Regions from separate parts of the Xenopus laevis genome. Here region 2 is linked to region 1. The links are chromatin contacts, called in public Hi-C maps. All regions are on one chromosome and are shown on one strand. Each heading gives the region's core, a stretch centred on a gene start, on an enhancer-like site or on the middle of the called end of the contact. The rest is flanking DNA. Distances are from core to core; before and after follow the strand shown.

The links. Hi-C and Micro-C count contacts between places; a contact is called where the count stands out from the background.
Region 2: a contact with region 1 is called in a Hi-C map of animal cap, with 5 times the contacts expected there. The contact joins the enhancer-like site here to the promoter of kalrn.S in region 1. A contact is called at or near these places in 3 of 4 Hi-C or Micro-C datasets (the XL177 cell line, the XTC cell line and animal cap).

The regions. Positions count from the first base shown.
Region 1 is chr9_10S:49,335,889-49,341,606 of Xenopus_laevis_v10.1, reverse strand. kalrn.S (kalirin) reads right to left here and starts at 3,050. Exons shown (of 59, transcript XM_041578187.1): 1 at 2,804-3,050. The coding sequence starts at 2,873.
Region 2 is chr9_10S:49,410,557-49,416,995 of Xenopus_laevis_v10.1, reverse strand. The region is part of intron 5 of kalrn.S (kalirin); the gene reads right to left. Among protein-coding and RNA genes, the nearest start is that of kalrn.S, 75 kb to the right of the region's middle. Within about 2 kb of position 3,340, at least 1 of the 7 cell types and tissues checked has an H3K27ac peak or open chromatin away from gene starts, as enhancers often do.

The DNA of each region.
Region 1 (5,718 bases), core at 1,801-4,300:
ACATACAAGTTTTATGATGGGGATGATATGCTATAGAGACTACTGAAGGACGTAGCACAAAAATGCACAGATATTAACATTAAAATGAGACCCTAATTTAGACAGTCATTAAATGTATACATAGGGAAAAGCAATGATACTGTTAGATGACAATCACATAAATAGGGAGAAGCCATGATTTAGTTAGGGGGCAGTCACATGACATTTTAACATGGAGTAAGGCCATTAAATAGTTAAAGACCAATCACATAGCATTTATACATTGGGAGAGAACAGTATATAGTTACAGGACAGCCACATAACACTGAAACATAGGGGTATATCTATCAAAGAGTGAATTCTGCCACTCTTCCTTCATTTCTATGGGATTTGGAAAGGCATATTTATCAAAGAATGAACTTTCACTTTCCCCCACTGATAAATACTCTTTTAAAAATCCCATAGAAAAATGAATGGAGAGCGGTGGAATTTCACTCCAGCGGACTGTGGAGATTTCTAACTTCAGTCTTTGATAACTGTACCTCATAGAGAGAAGCCAGCATATAGTTACAAGACAGACATATACTATTTATACATAATAAGAGACCGTAATATAGTTAGAGACCAGTCGCATAACATTATGACAGTTGTGTATAACTTTATATATAAAGGGAGTCATTGGACAAAAGTCATAAAATCTTAAACAAGTGATTTATTTAAAGGTTTCTGAGGGGGGGGGGTCATATTTAATCAATGCTTTGTATCCCTACAGGGGCACAATAACATAACTAGGTTTGCAAACAGAACACAGCCAATCACATGCTGAGAGAATGAGGAAGTGTTTCCCACACAGAAGTGATGTTCTGTGTACACCCAGCAGCATTATGGGATAGCAAAAGATGGAGGACACTAATACTGATTACAGAAATGATTTACATTAAATAAATACATGAGATAAATAATGAAACCTCATTAGAATTTCCAAGGCACAGGCCCCTCTCAGACATACAAAGCCGCACCAGAACCAGAACCAGAACCAGAAATGTAATCAAAGCATTTTATATATATATATATATATATATATATATATATATATATATATATATATATATATATTTATATATATATATATATATATATATATATATATATATATATATATATATATATATATATAAAAAATGCTTTGATTACATTTCTGGTTCTGGTTCTGGTGCGGCTTTGTATGTCTGATAGGGGCCTTTATATAAAAAAGTGTAACATTTATATTTCTAGATATTCTCCCATTTATGCTGCATTGTCACATACACTCTCCAATATTTTACATTCCTACATACTCTCCCCAAATCATTATTATTATTAACATGTATTTATATAGCGCCAACATATTGCGTAGCACTGTAAAGTAAATGTGATCATACAACTAAATCACATGAATTATATACAGTACATAGAACATATGGAGTTACATACATCACAATCAATACCGGTGCACAGAGGTCATACGTTACTAAACACAGTATATATTACCCCAATATGAACAATGTACACGCAGACTTTCTTTTACATTAGGAGCACCGCTCTAGTTAGGTGCCAGGCTCATAACTCATCATGGGCACTTTGGCACTGTGTTCATGTATGATGCAAAGCTGAGACAGTAACACCAATTGCCATGGTAACAATTTAGGGACAGATAATGTGGAAAAAAATCTGTAACGATGGGCTTTCAAGGCTGGGGATAACAGGCTGCACCATAGCACAGTAGGTGCTGCAATTAGTAAATAGCACTGATATTCGTATACTAGTAACAGCCCCCTCAGTGTCATGCCTGCCCCGATATTGGCACCCACCAAATAAAATTTGCCTTCTTTTACACTGCAACATCAGCCCCACAACCTCCCCAGATGTCCCATCAGCCCCTTATTATTTACCCTATTGGCTGCAGTGATTAGTAGATTTAATTATACATAACTTTCCCTCAATAAAATACCTGCATCAACAATTGCCCCAATATTAACCCCCACCAAATAAGTTATGCATATTAATGACAAATCTGCCCCCAACATTCCGATCAATGCCATATCTGCCTCCAGAATCCCCTAATGCTCTTAACCAATCCTTCAATGTCTCATCTGTCCCCAGTATTTCCCACAATGACAAATCTGCACCCCCAGTATTTTCATCAGTGAACATCTGTCCCTCATTATTTTTTACCAATGACACATCTGTTCCCTTATTTTCTCAATGACACTTATGTCTACCAGTATATTCCTAATGTACATCTGTCCCCCAATATTTTCCCTCATTACATATCTGCCCCCCTTATTTACCCAATGTCACATCTGCACCCAGTGTGTTCCCCCAATGACACATCTGCCCCCCAGTATCTTCCTAATGACACATTTGCCCCCCAATATTTTCCCTCATTACACATCTGCCCCCCTTATTTAACCCAATGTCCAATCTACACCCAGTATGTTCCACCATTGACACATGTGCCCCCCAGTATTTTCCTAATGACACATTTGCCCCCCAATATTTTTCCCATTGATACACTGACCACAGCATTTTCCCCAACAACATGTGTATCAGTGTTGTATTCCTCCCAATGACACACCTGTTCCCAAAAATGCCTCTCAGTGTGATATCTGCTCTCAACCCCCCCACCCCCATGTCACATCTGACAGCCAGTATTGCCCCTAATGTCAGCTCTTGCCCCAAATGTCACATCTGACCCCAGAATATTCTCCCACCCCAGGGTGTCATTGCCCAGGATCGCCCCGGTACTCGTCCTGCCCCAGCCGGGGCTTTCCAGCCGTCTTACCTGTGCGGAAAAAGGCATCCACCTCGGAATCCGCTCCCCCTCCATCATCCGCACCCTCCGCCGCATTCATGGCTCCGAGCTGGGGCCCGGGGGCGCGGGGCTGTATCCGGGAGGCGCTCACTGTGCTGCAGCGGGCACTGGGGCTGCTCTGCCCGGATCCATATCCCCCGCAAGCCCCGCTGCCTGTGTCTCTTCCTCCGCCTGTCTCCTTCCAGTCTCCCTCCCTCCCTCTATTGTTCCATCAGCTCCTGCTCCCCTCCTCCCCTCCGCTCCCAACAATGCCCCTCCGCTCTCGCTGCTACTGCTCTGCGCCTGCCTGCTGTTCAGGGGCCACACTCTGTAGGACCTGCAGTATCCTGATGGGGGCCCTAGCATCCGTTATTGCTATCTCCACAGGGGCCCACAGATCATGAATGAAACGTCCATAGGGGCCATAGCGATCACCCTCCTCATCGCCACCCCTATAGATTGCCACTTCCATAGAGTTAACAGCCAACGTCTTCTCTGCCACCTCTATAGGGACCCACACATCCTGACACAAGTCTAGGAACCCCCTAGCCTGTAACTCTACCTCTCTTGCCACTTATACAGGGGTCCTATACAACATCCTCTTAGTCACCTCAATAGGGACCCCTAGTATTATTTCTTAAAGGGTCCAATGCATCTCTCTAACAAATCTACAGTGGCCCCTGCATCCAGCCAGTACCCATCTTGCCCCTTTTTCATGGACCTCACCATCCTGATTGTCCTGTCCATATTTGCCCTATAAAACACAATGTCTTTTACCTGTGAAGGAACACTAGAATCTTCAATGTCACTTTCATAGTTCTATGTCACCTGGGCAATAAAGATAATACTTGATCCCAATGTTATTAATAGGGGAAATATATCAAATATTGGAAGGATGGTATTTTTATCCAGTGAAGGTGGCAACCCTAGTTCCATAGTGTGTTATTACCTTTAATCTTTTCCTATGAAGCAGAAAACAAAGGCACAATGTTTAGGAGGCCTCCCCATTCAAGTTCATTGTGTTGAACTTAGATCCTCATTGCCCTTCCCATAAGTACCCAAGCATCCTACTTTCAGTGGTTATGTGACCATTTAAAGGCACAAGGCTGCAGGTTAAGTTATACTAGGAACTCTAAGGGGCCGATTCATCAAGGGTCGAATATCGGGGGTTAATTAACCCTCGATATTCGACTAGGAACTAAAATCCTTCGACTTCGAATATCGAAGTCGAAGGATTTAGCGCAAATGCTACACTCGAACGATCGAAGGATTATTCCTTCGATAGAACGATTAAATCCTTCGAATCGAACGATTCGAAGGATTTAAATCCAACGATCGAAGGAATATCCTTCGATCAAAAAAACTTAGCCAAGCCTATGGGGACCTTCCCCATAGGCTAACATTGACTTCGGTAGCTTTTAGCTGCCGAAGTAGGGGGTCGAAGTTTTTTTTAAAGAGGCAGTACTTCGACTATCGAATGGTCGAATAGTCGAACGATTTTTAGTTCGAATCCTTCGATTCGAAGTTGTAGTCGAAGGTCGAAGTAGCCCATTCGATGGTCGAAGTAGCCCAAAAAATACTTCGAAAGTTTTTTTACTTCGAATCCTTCACTCGAATTTAGTGAATCGGCCCCTTATTAAGTATTATATGTATTATGTATTATAAGGGATAATGTACCCCCTTCTGTCAATTATAAGGATATTAGAAGTCACTATGGTGCTCTGTGACCATAGAAAGGCATATACAGGGAACTCTGAGTATCACTCATGTATTATAAGGGATAAGGTACCCCTTACTATAAAAGAAAAGGATTTTAGAAGTCACACTGGGCTGAAATCAGCTAGCAGAAATCAACTACCTGATTTCAGCCCTACCGTGGGCAATAGGGCTGAAATCAGCCAGTGAATTTCGGTTGGCAGATTTTGGTTAGCTGATTTCCGCCCCGTGTGGCCCCACTGCCTAAGAAAAATACAGAGTTCTAGGGTGGGTAAGTGAGTGAGTTCTCTCCTAACCACATGTTCTCTGATTGTCCCTTTCTTAGCATTTGAATAAAGGAAGCTGGGACCATCTGCCACAAACTGGATGCAGTTGACCCTACAGGCAATAACTGCCTCCTGGCTGCAGGCTAAAGGATAGAGGCAGCTCAGCTGGAGGTATCATCAGAATCCAGTCACTGTTGTTGTATATTGTGCTAATGCAAAGCAGGCAGTTGTCACAGGAAGATAATTTCTATCCACTTTAGGTGAGATTTGGGGTGAGTGCTTATTTGTGCACTGGGCACCCCTGGAACTATAGCAGGGTGACTATTACCCCAATGTTCCTCTATAACTGTAACCTTGTTATGAACTAATGGGGCCGAGGCTGAAGGTCAGTTAGGGTGTGATTTGGGGTGAATGGTTATTTGAGCCTGGGTACCCCTGGAGTTATAGTAGGGTGAATGTTACCCCAATGTTTTTTCATATCAGTAACCTTGTTGAAATGGGGAAAATGATTAAGCAAGGGGAGAGGCAAATCTGAGGCCTTGGGCAGTGATTGCTGCTGTCAGAATCGATGGCTCTGTGTTTACAGTGAGGCTTAATGAACTTTTAATATGTGTATGACATTCTCTGTGTAATGAGACAGACTCAGCCTTACGTCGCGGCTATAACTTTCCATTGATCCACAACACAGAGAAACATGACATAACAGCCTGGTAGGTTTAACCCCTTTGCAGCAAATACATTAACTGTGCCTGGCACTGAAAAAGTTTTGGCAATGTGCAGAGCAGCTAAGCATACTGCCTTTGCTCTATGCCCCATGGGTTTTTATGTTCCCAACATACCCAGTCCCACCCTGTGGTACCATATTACACCCCTATTCTGTCCATAAAACCGGTGGTGTTTACAGGGGGAGCAGACCCTGCAGCT
Region 2 (6,439 bases), core at 2,091-4,590, 75 kb before region 1:
TAACACAATATTTATGTCAATATCTACCTCTAAAGGGCAAAAGGTGCTCCCTAGTTTAAAATCACTATATAGAGTTCAGAGTGTGGCACAACTTGTTGCACGCCACTCTAGGATCACAATAAGCTGTGCCACAAGGAATTTTACATCCGCTTTTCACATTTAATAGGGTTGGCACCTTCAATCTGTGTAGTTCATTGTGTGTAGTAGTGCCAGAGGTGGTTACTGCGAGGAGTTTGGAACTGTAGAGAAGACCAATTTTTCTAAAGCAAACAGAACGGCCAAAAACAATAAATCTCAGGAAATATAGAAGTGGCACCACAGAGAAGATACTGTGTATAGCTGCAACACATATATACAAGAGGCCCTGTAAATGGGACCCTCATAGTGAAGACTGGCACGGACTCACATTCTGTTTTAGAGAGTCAGAGCAATTTGGCAGATCCCCCAGTCTTGACCACAAGTGCAAAATACAGCAAGCGTGGCAGCTCAGTGGTTGTGGGAATGAAAGGAAGAGTCTGTGTTTAATGCCCTATGTGGTGTTTTATAGCAAACATAGTTTTCTTTCAATGATTTTTACTGCTAAATGGCTAATTTAACAGCTCCTAGGTCTCCTATAAAGATGCGCAGATCTGTCTCCACCACTCTCATGTCATGAAACAAACATTGGCGATGCTGTGACTGTAAATAAAAGCATCTTATCTGTTCCTCTTTCCCAAACAAATCATGAATAATATGCAGAAGGGAAGTTCCCTCTATCTGCACTCCGATCTGCTTCCTATCCCCCCCTCCATAGTTACCCCTGCCACTCAAATGCTCTACCCATCCCATACACATGGCTGTGTGCCAGGGAAAATACTTATTACATCTTCTGCTACACGACCTGGGAGCCAGATTTATAAGAATATCAAACTAAAAGGGCACAGAAAGACCAGGGCATAATAAGGTACAATTTGGACCCCATAGAGCACACCACCGTTTTATCTTTTATTTTATTGTTGGGGAAGGGACTGCGGCACAAGCACTTTATACCTATTAGATTGTTAGTTCTATGGGGCAGAGACATTCTTTTTCCTGTATCTTTTAACATGACAATTGTTGAGACTTTATTGCCATGTTTGTCCAACTGTACTGTTACTGTATATATTTACAGTGCTGTGTATACGGTATCTGCAATATAAAGATAGATGCAAACATACCAGGCCTGTCCAACCTGTATCACCCAGTCCCTGTGTTATAACATTTCCCACCATACTAAGGCTGCCCTGCTAATGAGAGGCTGCAGTTGTGCGCAAGTGCTTAGTGTCTCATAAACAACCTTTATTTTTAGTAGAAATGACTATGAAGCAGCTGTATTAATTTTCCCATCAAAGGCCGGAGAGCCCACAAGTCTTGAAGCTAAATAAACATCAAAATTTATATCCAATTTGTCACCAGAATCACCAAGAGAAATAGAGAGACACTGGTCTTTTTATTGGAGCCTGAAATGTGCAGATCAGGAAAACAAAACTGGGTTGGGATAAGGGGATTTAGGTTAATTTTCAGAGGTTGTGATGTTACTGATTGCACTCAGCAGGGGGATATCCTGGCACATCTGCATATTTCTTCTCTCAGGTCATGGATTATGATTGAGATTCTAGCTCTCTATACAAGAAGCATCTGGAATACACATGGTTTCTATTGTTTACACCACTGCAGCCTGTAAAGGTTTTGGAAAGGTTAGAAACGTTTAATGTGTTGAAATAAGAGGAAAGGGAGCATTAGACAGAGCAGGGAGGCCGAGGCCCTCATTTGAGGGAAGTTTGTGTGTGTGTGTGGGGGGGGGGGAGATTATTCAGAGATCCCCAAAGTACTGCCCTCCAGCTGCTGTATGACTACAACTCCGAATCTTTACACAAAAATTACAGTGCCCTACTTTGCCTTATAGAGCTTGTCCAATAATTATGGTGCCCTACTTTGCTCCATAGTTCTATCCCTGTTAATATGGCACCAAATGTTGCTCCATAGGGCTTAATAAATTCAAAGAAAGAAAGAAATACCCATAGGGCTTACCAGCTAATAAAGGGGCCCTACGTTGCCCCATAGAGCTTATACACTAATTATGATACCATAGCTTGCCCAACATTTTTTACATACTAATCATAGTGCCTGCTTGATCTGCAGAGCTTGTCCAATAATGATGGTGCCTTCTTGGCCCAAATAGTGTTTGCACTCTAATTACAGTGTTCTTCTTTGCCCTAGAAAGCTTGCCCAATAACCATGGTGCCCTTAATCACAATCTCGAAATCTGTCCCCCACCCATTCTCTTTATTTACAAGGTAGAACTTGCCTTGTACCAGCCTCTACATAAACTGAACTGTTTTGCCTTGTAATGTTTTCATTCTACTTAGGTAAAAACTGAACTCATATTTTTGGGATTCAGTCAAACCCTAAATCGAATAGAACTTGCCCAATAATTACGGTGCCTTACTTTGTCCTTTTGTGTACACGTTAATTACAGTGCCCTACTATGCCCAGTGAAGCTTACAGTACATGCTAATTAAGCTTTGCCCCACAGAGCTTAAAATCCTATTTGGGCACCATATTCAGGCTTATAGAACTTCCAGTCCATTTGTGGTGCCCTTCTTTACCCACAATGCTCATACCATTGAAACACTGGAATCCCACTCACTAAAGAAGCATATAAAGAAGCTTTATACTCCAATTCTGATCCAATAAAATATTACTTAGATGATCTGGCAGAACAAGACAAGGGGCTCCTGTTTCTCAGAAATGCAGCATCACAAATCATTGCCTGGAACAGCCAAGCAATCATTCTACCAGCCTTTTTATTAATGCTGCTGATTCTGCCACAAGAGGGCACCATTCCATTAGATAAGATTTAGCTGGTAATTCTGATGAGGAATGGGGCTGGCTCATATAAATATGCGCAAATATGCAGCTAAATAAGAACCCGCGCCAATATAATATAATGAGCATGCAAAGACACAGCATGAGGAATTTAAAGCATAGTTTTGTGTTTAAAAACGAAAATCTTAGCCAGTGAGTCACCCCGTATCCATGTGATGATCAGCCCTGATGTATCACATGTGACCAGAGTTTGGCTTTTTAGATTTCCTTTTGTAATAGCCATTTCCCAGAATAAAGCTGTAATTAATTGCAGAGTTTAGAGAGAGACCTTGAAGTATCCTGGCCTTGTCTCAAGCTGAAACCCCTTATCTTAACCAGAGTTATTGGCTAGGGCCTGGGAGAATTAAGCAAGTTCTGCGACTCATTGTGTGCTCTATAGGCCACCCCAGCAGGCAGGACATTCAGTAGCCTGCACCCCAGCTTATCACACATATGAGATGCCATTCGGGAAACCAGAGGCTGTTTCCTTTGGCTCTACCCCGAGCTTCCCATTCTCTAGCAGGAAACCTACATTTCCCTTATGAATAATGCTGGGCTCTGTGCTGTGAGCTGCTGCTTCCCAATGACAGGGCCATAGTCTATGAGCCTGCTTGGGACACAGGTTTGTCCTATTGTTCAATGATCATATACAAGTTTAATTGTTTTGTTTGCTCTGCCTTTTCTAAGCTTCCATATTTTTCCTACTCTCTTGGACAATTCAGGTATATGAGTCTCCAGCTAGCATGGCTGTAAATAGGCTCACTGTCCTCCAAAGTCAGCACATAACATAATAATATAATAATATTGTTATTATAATGGAAGAATGACACACACAGTCACAAGCTCTCGGATTGGCCAATAAACTAACATCTCAGTCTGGAAGGAGCCATGTCTGTTCAGCTTTACAGTAGAGTTGATCTTTCATTCTGACATTGGCACTGGTAGGCTGTGACTTGGGTCAGTGACACAGACAGCTGTTTTCAATGTCAAACTAGGGAGCCCGACAGCAAGCAATGTAAACAATTTACCAACCACAAAAAAAATGGTAAATGATGACCAAGTCCAAACTGTCTTCCATGCACGGTTACAGCATTTGTAAAGATTAATTGTACAACTGTACAGTCTGCACCTATGTATGAATTACTCCCTTCCATTTATATTCCATAGAGACTCTGCACAGTGGCTTTCCTCTTCAATCACAGGAAATTATAACATGTTTCTCTGGAACTTTCAAGTTCCACTTGTAGAACAACTCGGGGGGGGGGGGGGGCGGTGAAGCACTTTGCACAAATCCCATCATGCCGCATAAATGAGATATATTTAGCAACACCAATGAGGATGTAAATAGAAAGAGCTGCATTCAGCTGGAGATGGGGGTGGGCACCTAGAGACGTGATGCGATGGGTTAGAGATGGCAGCAGACAACCTGCAGGAGAAGCAATTCGGGGCCTGATGGGTCAGGGAAGTTAAATATGAGCTTCATAGGGCAGAAAAAGGAAATGAGCAGCATGGTGGGGCAAGAAGAGAAATGCACAGTCTGATGGAGAAAAACATCACTGGTGATGTTGTCCATAGCAACCAATAAAGAATCACGTACAAGTTAGAAAACAAAATGAATATCTGATTGGTTGCTATGGGCAACATTACCAATGATGTTTTTCTCCAATATTCTCCAAGGTCTCTAACTGTATTGCACCCCCATATCAGGGATGATTTTAACCCTTTAAGGGTTAGAGATAGCAGCAGACAACCTGCAGGAGAGCAAATTCAGGGGCCTGATGGGTCAGGAAAGAGAAATATGCGCCTCATAGGGCAGAAAAAGGAAATGAGCAGCACGGTGGGGCAAGAAGAGAAATGTGCAACAAATGGGCAGAAAAGAGAAATGCACAGGCTAATGGAACAGAGAAAAAAACAAAGAAAAACGCTGGGCCTGATGCCACAAAGAAGAAAAAAGTACAGCTTGGTGGGGTAGAGAAGAGAAATTAGGAGAAATTTGGGGCCTGATGGGGCAGGAATGAGAAATGAAGGGCCTGGTGGTGCAGAAGAGAGACATGTGGTGCCTGATGGGATAGAGATGACTATAGCAGAGGAGTCACAGTAACACATAGAATTTGAAGAAGAAGAGGTCAGGGTGGGACTGATGAAGCAGTTCCACAGGGAAAGTGAAATTGAGGTTTAGGGTACAAATGGTCACATGGCTGCACAAGGAAATACAGTTAAAATGTGATGTGATTAGTGACCCCGAACAGTAAGGGGCCAATTTATCATACCGTGTAAAACATTGAGAAAAACATCACTGGTGATGTCCATAGCAACCAATAAACAATCACGTACAAGTTAGAAAACAAAATCAAAGATCTGATTAGTTGCTATGGGCAATATCACCAGTGATGTTTTTCTCCCAGGTCCCTAACTGTATTGCACCCCCATATCAGGGATCAGAGATGGCATATTAAGGGTTAGAGATGGCAGCAGACAACCTGCAGAAGCACAGGAGCAGCTACTCGGCTCCCACACATTCCCATATGAACTGAATTTGTGACTCTCGACTCACAGTGGCAAGAGTAAAACACTGTCAGACGCTCCATCACTTGTGATCAGGGACTGATGAAATGCTCATTCTGACAGCGAATACTAAGTGTTCCCTCAGGATGTTGGTGCTCGTAAAATAGGAACCTTGATGGATATGTAAAAGTCATTCCCATAACTGCCGCATGTCAGGCACCGACTCAGCAGCACCACATGAACATAAAGAACTGCAAACACAAAGCCAATCTGGGGACACATTTGTACATTTATTGGCATTTTTTGGCAGCATGTGACTGATTCTTCTACTTACCCTTTATTAATGTTTTATAGATAGGGGAAGAGGCAGAGTAGATGAAAAAGACATAAGACTATACTGGGGGAATAAGCCTGAGCGCTTTAGGTAAATAGAAGAAGGGACAGACTAGATGGAACAGATATAAGGCCTCACTGGGCACGTATAAGCTTAAGGTTTTTAGATTGGCAGGGGAAGGGGCCGACTAGACTAGACAGACATAAGACAGTACTGATGGGGAATAAGTCTGAGTTCTTTATGTAGATAGGAGAAGGGACAGACTAGCTAGGAGAAGGGACAGACTAGCTGTGATTAGGGTTGACACCTTTTTTGGAGAAAAATACCGGCCTTCCTATATATTTATCTTTTTTCCCTATTAACAACATTGGAATCAACCATAGTTTTTACCGTCCAGGCCGGTAAAATACTGGCCAGATGGCAACCCTAGCTGTGACAGACATAAAGCCATACTGGGGGGGGATAAGTCTGAGTTCTAGGTAGATAGGGGAAGGGAAAGAGTAGCCAAGGTTAGGGGTTGATTGCAGCCCCTACCCAGCAATTAGCCCCTTCCTTACCTTAGCTGCACCTGGGTGCAGACATACATGGTGGATTTCATTGCTGAAATTCAAGTATAGAATTTCAGCCCCATGTAAGATTAGCCTAAGGCCATACTGGGGGTAGATGGGGTAGGGACAGACTAATGGAACAGACATACAATAAGGCAGTATGGAG